2 separate regions of the Anser cygnoides genome follow, and region 2 is linked to region 1. Evidence: chromatin contacts called from public Hi-C data. All regions are on one chromosome and are shown on one strand. The core of a region is the stretch at or near the end of the contact, and the rest is flanking DNA. Distances in the headings are between cores, read along the strand shown. Region 1 overlaps LOC136789781 (a long non-coding RNA gene). Region 2 holds the start of TP53INP1 (tumor protein p53 inducible nuclear protein 1).

The links. A called contact is a pair of places that touch in the nucleus more often than the background predicts.
Region 2: a contact with region 1 is called in a Hi-C map of liver, with 2.9 times the contacts expected there. The contact joins the promoter of TP53INP1 here to the enhancer-like site in region 1. A contact is called at or near these places in 2 of 7 Hi-C or Micro-C datasets (both in liver).

The regions. Positions count from the first base shown.
Region 1 is chr2:139,099,722-139,105,566 of Taihu_goose_T2T_genome, reverse strand. It overlaps LOC136789781 (a long non-coding RNA gene), which reads right to left. Exons shown (of 3, transcript XR_010828720.1): 3 at 5,160-5,845. Among named protein-coding and RNA genes, the nearest start is that of DPY19L4, 40 kb to the left of the region's middle. Within about 2 kb of position 3,171, at least 3 of the 3 cell types and tissues checked have open chromatin away from gene starts, as enhancers often do. A contact at or near this core is called in liver, where this site is marked.
Region 2 is chr2:139,281,373-139,287,217 of Taihu_goose_T2T_genome, reverse strand. It overlaps TP53INP1 (tumor protein p53 inducible nuclear protein 1), which reads left to right and starts at 2,790. Exons shown (of 4, transcript XM_066990605.1): 1 at 2,790-2,920; 2 at 4,236-4,517; 3 at 4,980-5,328. The coding sequence starts at 4,406.

The DNA of each region.
Region 1 (5,845 bases), core at 1,922-4,421:
TTTTCCTTTAGGAAGGTTAGGTCGGGAAGACCAAAGAGAGGGAGAGATTTTGTGTTTTTGTGGCGCTGACTTTCTCGCGTGTGGCTGTGATGGTTTCCCAGCCTGTGACTGCAATGTCATGGTGAGGTATTTACACCACGCCAGGAAAAACGTTTTCCTTTTTAAAGCCCCTCACAGTAGCATAATAACAAGCCTCGTAATCTGTCTTCCTTATTCACTGAAATCACTCGATGGAAATGATTTTTAGATGCTGGCTGCCGGTGTGCACATTAATGCCGTTTCTGAGGAGAGGCTGTAAAACATCCATCCACACACGGCGCTGCGCACACATGACTGCACAAGGCGAGGAGGCCACCCGGCAGTAAAAATGCCTGCACCCGGTCTAACACGAGCTTCCACGGCTCTTACTGCGGCTGGAGCAGCGCTGGGACCAGAGCAAGGGTGGGAACAGGGCTGGCGCAGATAAGCCTTTACGGTAAATCAGCTATAACATGGCTTGGCTCCAGGCCCAAGTAATAACTAACCAGTTTTATGTTAATTATTTGCTGTCCTTCTGCATATAGCAATAGTTACGGGCCAGTACTGGGCACAAATGGGGCTGTGTGCTGGTGGGTTTTAGAAATCCCCTCCCTCTATTTTATTTTATTTTTTTATTTTTTTTGACATACTGCGTCACTGGCTAATTGACAAGAGTTGTGAATGATTCTCATTTATTCTTTCCCCCCTTTTGTTCTGGCTTCTTTCTTGCAGCCTCTCATGAAGGAATAATCTAGAGTGTGCTTGTAAGCATAAACAGGGGCTCACGTACATTCGGATATTTCATTCCACAGTTCCCATGCATTCTGTATGGTAATTCACCCTTACACGCTGCCTGCAAAACAGCCATTCTCTCACGAGCCCCCCAGCAAATCAGCTCCAACTGGAATATATTTCCAAATCTGCAGTGTAACCACCAAGAAGACGGGCAGCAAAACCGCAGAGCCCACTGCCATCCTCCTCCATCCACCCTCGCCACAAGTCCCCAGTCCCCAAATCCCAATACACCGCCCTGTCAGGGTCGCCAAAAGAGCTCTTTGTGGGGCTGATTGTGAAACTGGTCCAGCTCTGAGCAGTCAGCACATTTTGTCCCCCAGGGTTATATTTTTAAACCGACAAAGCAAAGGGGCAGCCTGCAGCAGCAGACAGATGTCCGAGGAAGGTGTGCCTGTAATTAGCATCACCTCGAATGCTCCCCTCAGTGGAGCCATGACCTGAGACCTGTCTCCGTCACAAAAATGATCACGGTGGGAACCCACTGGTTGTGAGGAGCACTGACTCCCTGGACAATTCCACTAAGTGCCTATCTGCCCCTTAGAAACATCATCCTAACAAGTCCTCTGGAGAAGCTTAGGTGTGTAAATGTTGTTGGAAGTGTTGTTACATGTGTAAATGCGCTTTTGGAAGCATCCTTCTAGGTCTTACCAACTTGGTCTCCGTCAACACGAGGAAATGGTCTCAAGTTGTGCCAGGGGAGGTGTAGACTGGATAACAGGAATCATTTCTTCACAGAAAGGATGGTCAAGCACTGGAATGGGCTGCCCAGGGAAGTGGTGCAGTCCCCATCCCTGGAGGTATTTAAGAGATGTGTGGACGTGGCACTGAGGGACAGAGTTCGGTGATGGGACTTGGTGCGTCGGGGTGATGGTTGGACTGGTGATCTTGAAGGTCTTTCCCAACCTGGATGAGTTTATGATCCTGTGACAAAGATTTTGAGTCTCCGCTGTGACTTGCCAAGGCACTGCTGGCTGGTGGAAGGGTCACCAGTGCGCTTCTGCAGCCTGTCCTTTATCCCCATGGCCCTGCAAGTGCGAATGCAGCAAAAGAGATCTTGGGCCAGAAGTATGCTATTGCCAGCATCACCTTCAGTAGGCTTTTTTGGAGGCAGGTGAAACACTACCAAATCACGAATATACACTCCTCCTAATGTTTGATGTACACTTTGCATGAGTATAAATGGCTAACAAGAAACCAAGAGAGAATTAGGCCCAAGAGAGATAAGCTTTAATAACGCTGCAGCATCCCCCAGGAGGTAATTTGTGCAGCCATTAAATAAAGGAAACAGTATTGGAATTTAACAAATAGCATGGATTAATAACAGGGGGAACCATTCTCCATTATCTGGGTGGGACATGCATTGTTTCATTGATATTGCTACAGTGCAGGGAGATTGAAATAAATCGTGTTTTAATTAAAAAGAAATGGAAATAATGGAAGAGAAAGGAATTGCTGACGTTCTTCTAGGCTACTCCAGAAAGCGTTGTTCTTGATAACGATGGGCAGAGCTCGTGGGGAAAAAATGAAAGGGAGACAAGTAGGGGGATGTGAAGACAAAAATTGAATGGAAAATGCTTCGAGTCAGGCTGACAGCTTGCTTGATAGAGCTCTGGGCTAATGAATATTGGCATGCACTTGGGCCCACCTCGCCTTTGAAGCAATCGGGGTGTGGAGGGAAGGCTCACAACTTTGCTGCTGTTAGAGCAGAGCTGGCTCCCTGTAGGCCCAGTTTCCCTGCTACGTGTGCTCTGCTGTGTTACCAGACCGCCTGCAAACCAGAAACCAAACCAGATTTTGGAGAAATTATTCTAAACATCTAACCCTAACGCAGGAGAATCATAAAGGCAGTGCTGAAGGTACTGAGATCTCATGGGTCCCAAGGGCAGATCAGCTCTTGCCCTCTGAAAATTAGACCCCAGGCATCCCAACGCCAGCAGCTAGCCACCGAGGCACCCACAGTGAGAATTTCTGTGTCCTGATCCCACCTGGATAAACTCATGGGCTCCACCAGGACCACACTCGAGTCTCTGTATCCCGAGGAGGAATAAGAAAGAAAATCTGACCCACGTTGGACTGGGATCTGTGTTGGATCCATGCAGATCCCGCCCTGTTTCACCTTGAGGAAAAGGCAGTGCTGAGAACCGGACTGCGCATTGCTAAAAAAATGAAGTGATGACTTTTCCAAAAAATAGGAAGAGTGTTTGAAAAGCGACCAGCTCTTGCAGTCCTTTTTTTTTTTATTTTTTAAACACGTTTATTTGTTTTGTTCTATTTACAGCCTCTAGTTTTCTAGTGTGCCCGGTTATATTTCACCTTGGAGCGCTCCAGCCGGGGAAGGCAGCAGCCAGCCCTGGCCGCAGCCCAGCTGGCCTCTGCCCTAGTTCCTCTCCCTGCTGCAGCCGGGGCTGTGGGATCGCTCCTTTTCAGGGCTAAACCGTGCCGCCCACTTTTGATCATTAAAGGAAATGAAGCTGAAATCCCATTAGAAGAAGTAAGGGAGACCAGTGTACGAGGGAGCCGGGGTGGCAACGCAAGCAGCCTCAGAGGTTAGCGCGCCCCAGCCCTGTGGTTTTCTGCACGCTTTTGGCAGGGCTATAAATGATAGCACAAGACGTGAGGCGGTGAGGAATAAAATCCCGACTATTCAGTTTTCAAGGAAATCTGCAAAAAACCACTGTCTCAACAGCCAAGATTTACATGTGTCTTCTGAGAAAGAATTACTCTTCTATGGGAAAGGAGTCGTCCCCTGCACTGCTGAGCTAATGATGTATAAAATAACTCTGACAAGCCAAAGTCCCACGGTGGCACCAGCCAACAGCGAGGAGAAAAGGGATTCCAAACAAGCTGTTGGTGACCAGAAAACAACTTGAAGCAGATCGCTAGCAATAAATCTTCATATGACACTGGAGCTGGGCTCATCTTACAAAGAGCAAAGAGTAGATGGAGAAAGGCAGATGGCAGTGCCTTTCCCAGTGGTATAAACAGAGATGAATGCATATCGTTTCTGGGTACTGTAGATGTCCCAGCCTATCTCAACAGCTTAAATAACTGGAAAGAGCATTAATACATTTCTAGGGATTGAGCTTTAATTGTTCTGTGGCTTACAACCACCAGTTGCACCTCATCCTACTTACCGTGGCAATAGCTCCAAATACTCCATGTTATGGAAATGATGATGTTTGACTGGAAATGTTTTACCTGCCAAGATCTGGACTTCATGCTAGCAGTTATACTGCAGTAGCTGGTGGCAGAATAAACCTACAGCAGCGTAACAGGAGGTTACATCCTTTACATGGCTACTTTTAATCACTTTGATGCTTATCTTGAATTGTTGCCGAGTACAAGGAAATACTGATTCTGCATTCGACTCTGCAGCTATGAAAAGTAACAGCAATAAAAATAAAGCATAATCATCACATCTTCCTCTACAAGGAATCCAGGCTTATTATTATTTTATACACACACATATATATATTTTACTGGTAGATTTCCTTAGTTCAAGTATTTTCCATGAAAGTTGTTGGGTGGAAAATCCATGCAAACCATGAAATCTGCCTCAGTATAAGGAGCACCAGAAGAATTGTGAGCCTGATCACACTGAACATACAATCACATGCATAAAAAGAACAAGCCAAAAACTAGAGTATTTATTCTTCCTGTGATACACTTTAATTACAGTTCTTTTGGGGTTATGTGTAGCAGTAGGATGAAATAAAAAATTCAGACAGTAGAATGACTTACCAAAAATACATGTTCATACCATTACACAGGAATAAAACTTTCATTTTTTCCTATGCTATTTATGGGTACGTTTGTGTGCAAACCTTTTAAAAATGTTCTTTTCAACTCCTTGAAATTTACTTTCACCATTTCATAGCTCTTCTGCAGAGCAAAGCTGACGTCTCCAGATGGCAAACATAAACATCCGAAGATGGACTGCCACTCAAAGACACGTGGGCAGCATTTGCCAAAGCTAAATACAGCGCTAGAAGAATTTCAATAGGAGAGGAAAAGTTCTTCTGAACACGCCATTAATACTGGCGCAATAGATCTCACTGACGCGTTGGAGGTGGTGAGCTGCACTCAAATACTTTGCTGCCCACAGAATGACACTTATTTCTGGATTGTTTTATACTCAGGAAATCATACAGTAAATCAAAGTGACAAATTACACAAACTGTGCCATAAAGTGCAGCACACATTAAGTGACACACAAGAAGCATGCACATGTGCACGACTTGGGAAGCGTGCATGGGGTTCAACCATTTTGCTGAATAAATATTTGGGAGTTTTACAGTTCTTCAGCATCTCCTTTTATGTATCAGATAACTGCGACTACAAATTTTACTTGAGGACTGACGTTTTTACATTACAATGGCTTCTTTGTTGCTCCAAACAGCAATATATATACAACAAATCAGTTCAGAGAGAAAATGCTTTCCATCATACTCGCGTGTGCTTTATCACCAGAATGAGAAACTATGTGCACGGAGTTATTCTTTATATATATATATATATATATATATTTTTTTACCAGCAGCATTAGTCTCTTTTAGAAATTGGGAGGGGTGGTAGGGGATCTGCCAAAAGACATTACACATTTTATCTCAGCTGTAGTAACAGAAGGCATTCATTGTGAGCTGTGCGACTCAAAACCTCTAAGGATGGGAGAAAGAGTTCACTCAAAATAGCGAATAATTAGTTTGAACTTTGCCACATTCTGCAAACAGAAACTGCTTTATAAATGAAATGTCTGATGAAGTTTCCTCTGCAGGAGAGGTCCCAAAACCTTGCTCTTCCCTTACACCAGCCTCAGCTGGTTGTGGTGGCTGGCCCTTGCCTCAGACACCAGTTCTGCAGGTCGTGTGGTTGCATCACTTGCATTGCTTTTGGAGGCTTGTCTGCACCCAAACTCCCTGAGGAACACTGAGATTGCTGTGGAGACCACACCTGCAGGCACTTTGGCCCAAGTCTACTTATAAGTCCTCTCAAGGACTTCTTTTTTTTCCTGGCATAACTATACCAATGTTCA
Region 2 (5,845 bases), core at 1,541-4,040, 180 kb before region 1:
ATGAAAATGTGAAGACAGAATAATACCTGGGTTTGCTCTCTAACAATAGGAAAAGAAGTAATTGCTTTTTGACAGCTTCTAAGGAAAAAGTATTCTCCCCTGTCTCAACCAAGGACTCTTTTTCTGAGAAGGATCACAGGTTTAATGGTTTCAGATAATAGTTCTTCCCCAGAAAACTGAAGCCCCAACTTTTTCAGTCTGGTTTGGAGAATCAGATCCAGTAATTTCTGCTTCCTTGGATCTCAGTCAGCCAAATTATGAGGCTCCTAGTCAAGTCCAAATTGGATTCTTGAATTTTGCTTAGTTCATGCTCTAGAAATATAGAAACAGGTCCCTAACACCTGTTTTGTATAAAAATCTGGAAAGGCCTGGTCTTGCTCAAAATTTTAACTTGCTGTTTGGGAAAACAGCATTACAAACTTGTGACTTACAACGGGAACGATCAATCTGGTATCTTTAAGCCAATGTTGCAGAAAGCTTTGCACTAACCAAAGTTGAAGGAAGAAAAGCAGAAAAGGAAGTGGCCATTTTAACTGAGGTTGATGTTTAAATCTAAAAGTCCGCTTTCAGAACAGAACATTTTGTACACAGACACAAGTGTGAGACTGGGCTTTTTTGTGCTTGGATCTGTCCAGACCACTCAGGCTTTAAACAACAGGGTGGTAGTTTATGTGCTTAAATTTGAGGCAGGAAAGCCTGGAATCTTTTGAACAGCATCTAATACCCTTTTCTTATGAAAATAAAAAAAGGATTTAATTGTGGTTAATTATAAAATTGAGATATTTCTGAAATCATGAAACCCCAGCTATTTCTGCACATTGCTTTCAGCAGGATGGACCAAGACCTATCCAACAGCAGTGATCTTGCAGAATCCTTCAAAATCTCTCTGCCACAGCCAGGTGGAAGCTGTCTTGCACGTGGAGAAGGCATTAGACTCAGTCTCAATGACAATCAGGCTCAGGGCATATGTTTTTAACCGAGTATTAAAGTGAAGTGTTGATTTTGGTTGCCGCACTGCACTGACCTTAAACCAGTGAGACATTTATCAGAAAAGATGAATGCTTTGGAGGTTCCTGTACAGTTATGCTGGGCTCGTGCTGCGTACAAATGATTGATTTGTTCATAGAAATCACTCAGAGTGATATAAAGAGGCTTGTTACATACAGCTTGCATAGATTTTTCATATATCTTTGTCTGGAGGATATGTCTTCCCCAAAGTTTATTTTTTTTTAGTTCGTGCAAGTGCTATTTCGCATCGCTCTCCCTCCTGCCACCCAGCGTTCCTAACATGGGGATCGATCTGCATTCTCACCTACCCCTTAAACAGGCATGACCGAGCAGTCGGGCCTCTCCGAGAGGCACGACACATGGCAGGGCTTTGTTAGGAGCTCAATGCGCTCATTGTACCTTGCAGATCCTGCACTAGGAAGGTCAATATCCCTGTACGCCACGGCCAGACATACATTGTGCCTGCTAAACACTGCTGTAGCGGGGACCCAGGCAGCAGATCATGCTTCGCATTAATGTGTAGGATCTAGAAAAATCGATGTAGTTTAAAATCACGGGGGAATATTGCCCAGCCACTTACTGCTCTTATGACATGCAGAGTGCTAGGGAAGTACACGGCAATTTTTGCAGCCACAGCAATGGCTGTGTCACTGAGCACACAGAAAGCACAACGGGCTCTCTGCTGACTTGTACCAAAAGTCTGCACCGGGCAGCTGCCTGCATTGCTGGAAGCAGTTCGCCGGCTCTGAAGATCGCTTCATAATTTATTTTTTTTTTCCGTAATGCAAATACAAACATCAGATTCCTTATGGAAAGCTTGTCAGCTTTTGTGTCCAGCAAACCCCACACCGCAGTGACCGTATTTCTTCTGCTGTCGGCCGGCCTGAACTACCAACCATTAGACTCAATAGGAAGACTAATTGATGTGAGCAACCCGGGATAAAGCGCCTGAGGCCACAACCCGCTCCGTCGCAATCACCATTAAATTTGTCGTTGACCTCAGCCAGGGCGGGATGAAACCCCCAGGCTCTTGGCCAGCAGGGATTGAAGTCCACACGTGTAATTTATTTGGTCTATAACCGCTCACGGGCCTAAGGTCTGGAGCAAAAGAGCAGAGGGCAGCTCTCGGATCTGCCCCCATCCCGCCGAGGGGATTTGGGGGAAGGCACAGCAAGGGCCGTTGCTCCCACCATTTTGTGATGACGGGCAATTAAAGGTGGAATGAGAGAAGCTGAGGAGAGCTCCATCCCTTTAATTACCTCTCAGGGGATGTTAAAATATAAACACTGGCCTTTGAACTTCACCGGGGGCTTGTCTCTTGTGTACAACCCCGGGGCTCGCCTACGCTGGCAAAACACATCATGCTAATTGATTAACGCCCAATTCTGAAATATAGCCGTCAATAATAAACAACGGCTCCTGCCTTTAATGCTTCTGTTGTCACTGACCCAGCGGCTAGACATGACGGCTCCCGTCAGCGCCGTGTGCTTTGTGCAGCTTTATTTGACGTGTCGTGACACAACGCAACCCTGGGGTAGACGATCAACCCTCTGGGGGCGTTTATTTTTTTAATTTTCAGCCTCGCGCTTAACTCGGAGCCGCTGTGACCTCCCCCTTCACCCTGAGGGAACCCAGCGGACCCCCTCAGCCCCTCAGCGGGCTCCCTCCCCGGGCAGGCACCGCCCGGGGCGCGGGAGGGGCGGAGCCTCCCCTCACAGCGCAGCCCCGCCCCCTTCCCCCCCCCCCCCCCGCCGTCACGTGCGTTAGCGACAGGCGGCGGCGGCGCCTCCCATTGGCGGAGGGGCGGGGCGGCAGGGGGCGGGGCCGCGCACCCCCCCCACAACAAAGGGCGGCGCGGGCACGGCGCGCGCCCGGCGCCGGGAGCGGCAGCGGCGGGAGCGGCCGCGCGCAGGTGGGCGCCGGGCGGGGACCGGCACCCGGGGGGGGGGGCGGCCTGGGTTTGGGATCGGGGCCCCGGGTTTGGGGTCCGTGTCCTCGTGTCCCCCCCCCCGGCCCGGTGCCTCCCTGCCGGCGCGGAGCGGGGCTGCCGGGGCGTGTGGGGCTGGTGGGAGCCGCCTGGCGGCGGCGGGGCTCCTCGCTCTGCCTCCTGCTTTATTGTTGTTATTTATTTATATATATATATTTTTCTTTTTCTGCCTTATTTTCGTTTCCCTGCACCTTCCAGAGCCGGTGCTCCCCGCTCGTTTGCGGGGTTGTTGTTTGGGGAAGGGGTTGGGGTCCCCCCCCCGTGTCCCTCCCGCTGCCTTCTGGGCCTGGACGGAGCGGTCCCGTAGCCCTCTGGCGGGGGGGGGGTTAATTAATTTAGCTTAGTTAATTATTACTTCAGTGCGCTATTGGAGCGGTGTTTAACTGTGAGAGTCCTCATGAGCTGCGGGAGCTCAGATATGAAACTGTTTTAATGTAAGGTGCATAGTAACTGCGTAGTTAAGTCACAAAATAAATAAGGAATAAGTGAAGGCTGCACGGGAGCGATGTTCAGCTGGTTTATGGCCTCGGTTTGTTGGTTAATACAGGGAGATTCACGGGCTGTAGGCAGGCTGCCGTGAGGTGGGTGAGCTTTGAGCTTCTCAGTACTGACGGGATGTTTGTGCTTCTCCAGGCTCGCTGGCTGTGCGTAGATCTAGTGGTGAGAAGCGAGCCCTGCTGTAATTAGGGACGGGAGTTGCCTCTCCTCGCTCCTTGGAGTTGCTTAGCATGTCACGGGCTGTGCGGAGATCCTGCTGGTAACAGGCAGTGAGCGTGCTGTGAACCCCTGCCTCCCCCCTTGTAGGTGGGCGGGGGGAGAAGCAGCCCCCTGGGCACCCTTGGGTGCTGCTGGAGGCACCAGGGGAGTCTGCGGGCTGAGGGGTGTGTGGGCTGAGGTGGGAAACCCCCCTTGCATCCCTCTCCCTGACCATGAGGGAGCTGGCAGGATGCTGGGGAAGGGCTCGGTGGAGCACAAAAGCTCCCTCCTCACCCAGGAGGAGGTGGGGTTGGAGGCTGGGCAGAGCTCTGCGTGGGGAGGAGGACCTGGGAGGAAGGCTGTCCTCTCCCAGGAGAGACCCAGGCTACTTCTGTGCCTCTCGCTGGGAGGAGAGACTCTGCCTGTGAGAAAAAACCTCCGCTGATACCTCAGACTGCACTAAGGAGAGGGTTTCCATGTGTTTCCCTCAGGATATTGTTGCTGCTTTGTCATTAACACCCTGTTTTTGTTTGTTTTCTTGCAGGCTTCACAAAGTGTTTACCAGCCATGACTCTGAATGTCCCACGCTTAAGCTGATAAAGCATCTATGCACTTTAATCTCAAGTTGATGCCACTCTGCTAGTACAGTGTGAGCTGTGCCTTGCTCCTTGGACATAAAGATCTATCAGCCAAAGTCTTGTTCCTGCCTTAGTAATGTTCCAGAGGTTAAATAACATGTTCATGGGAGACATCGACAGCCTGTCCAGCCAAGAGCCAGAGTTCAGTGAGAAGGAAGATGACGAGTGGATTCTGGTTGACTTCATAGGTAAGATGGCTTGTACTTGTCACCTTTCCATGCGAAGAAACCAGTCACTTGACGGGATTTTAGCCTAAGAAAAAGGAATGTAGGTAGAAATGTAGGTCTCCAGCGCAAATGGGTGTCTTCTGAGCAAATGTACCAAAATGGGTTATGTAAAGTGATGAGAAGAATGATGTCAGGCCTGTAGACCTGACACAGGCTTCAGCAGAACCTCTTGTGCAGATAAACCCTATTTGACTTATTACACAATTGTATTGCTCTGCTGATAAGTCATTTTACGTGTCTAGCATGGATCGCGAGGGAACTCCCTTTTCCCCTCCCCTTGCTCGTAAAACAAATTTTGTGTACATGCTGATAGGGGTGTATTTCTGTTTCTTTGTTTTTATATCCTGTGTCTGGCTCTTTTTGACCTTGCTGTCTGCGTCCTTCTGCCCTCGCCAATGTCCGTGGCTTCCTCACCTGCAGCAGACACTTGCACCAACTGCTCCGCGGAGGAAGTGGACCTCGCCGAAGCGCCGGCCGCCGACACCTCGCCCGTCTTCTCTTGCTTACCGTCCCCCTTGGAGCACTTGCCGGAGGCCGGCGAGTCCTGCTTCATCCAGTTCGAGTCGTGCCCCATGGAGGAGAGCTGGTTCATCACCCCTCCGCCGTGCTTCACCGCCGGTGGGCTCACCGCCATCAAGGTGGAGACCAGTCCTATGGAGAACCTACTCATCGAGCACCCCAGCATGTCTGTGTACGCTGTCCACAACGCCTGCCACAGCCTCAGCGAGCCTGGCTGCGGGGATGAGGAGTTCCCCAGCCCGGGTAGTCCCAGGTACGTCTCGCTTCTCTCGCCTCGTCGTGAAAATATCTGGTTTCTACTTAATCAGCGTAGACACTTAATACTGAATTTTCCAGCTTATTCCGGGGCGAGTGAATAAAGCATGAATCCTGCACAAGTGGAGCAGGGTGGTCAGAGCTGCCTGCCTGCCTAGGGAAATCTTAGGGGATGACTGGGCCATGAGGCAGTTGGCGATGCTGTTTTGGCTCTGCGGTGCATATTTATGGAGCCCAGTTGTTCCCTCAGAACACACTCCGGGTCTGGTAGTTAACTGTGTGGCTGGTAATGTGGACTTGAAAGCACTTTGCCCCCTCCATAGCTATGGGTATTTTTCATAAGCATTAGTCAGTACCTTTTCAGTCACCTTGAGGTGAAAAATTTCTTCAACAGTCCTGTCAGGAAAGTTGTTTTGTTACTCTAACCCAGTGATAGATTAGGACAAGAGATTAAATCTTCCACACACAGCTTGTGGTACAAAATTAAACTGATGCTCATAGACTTACTCCCCCAT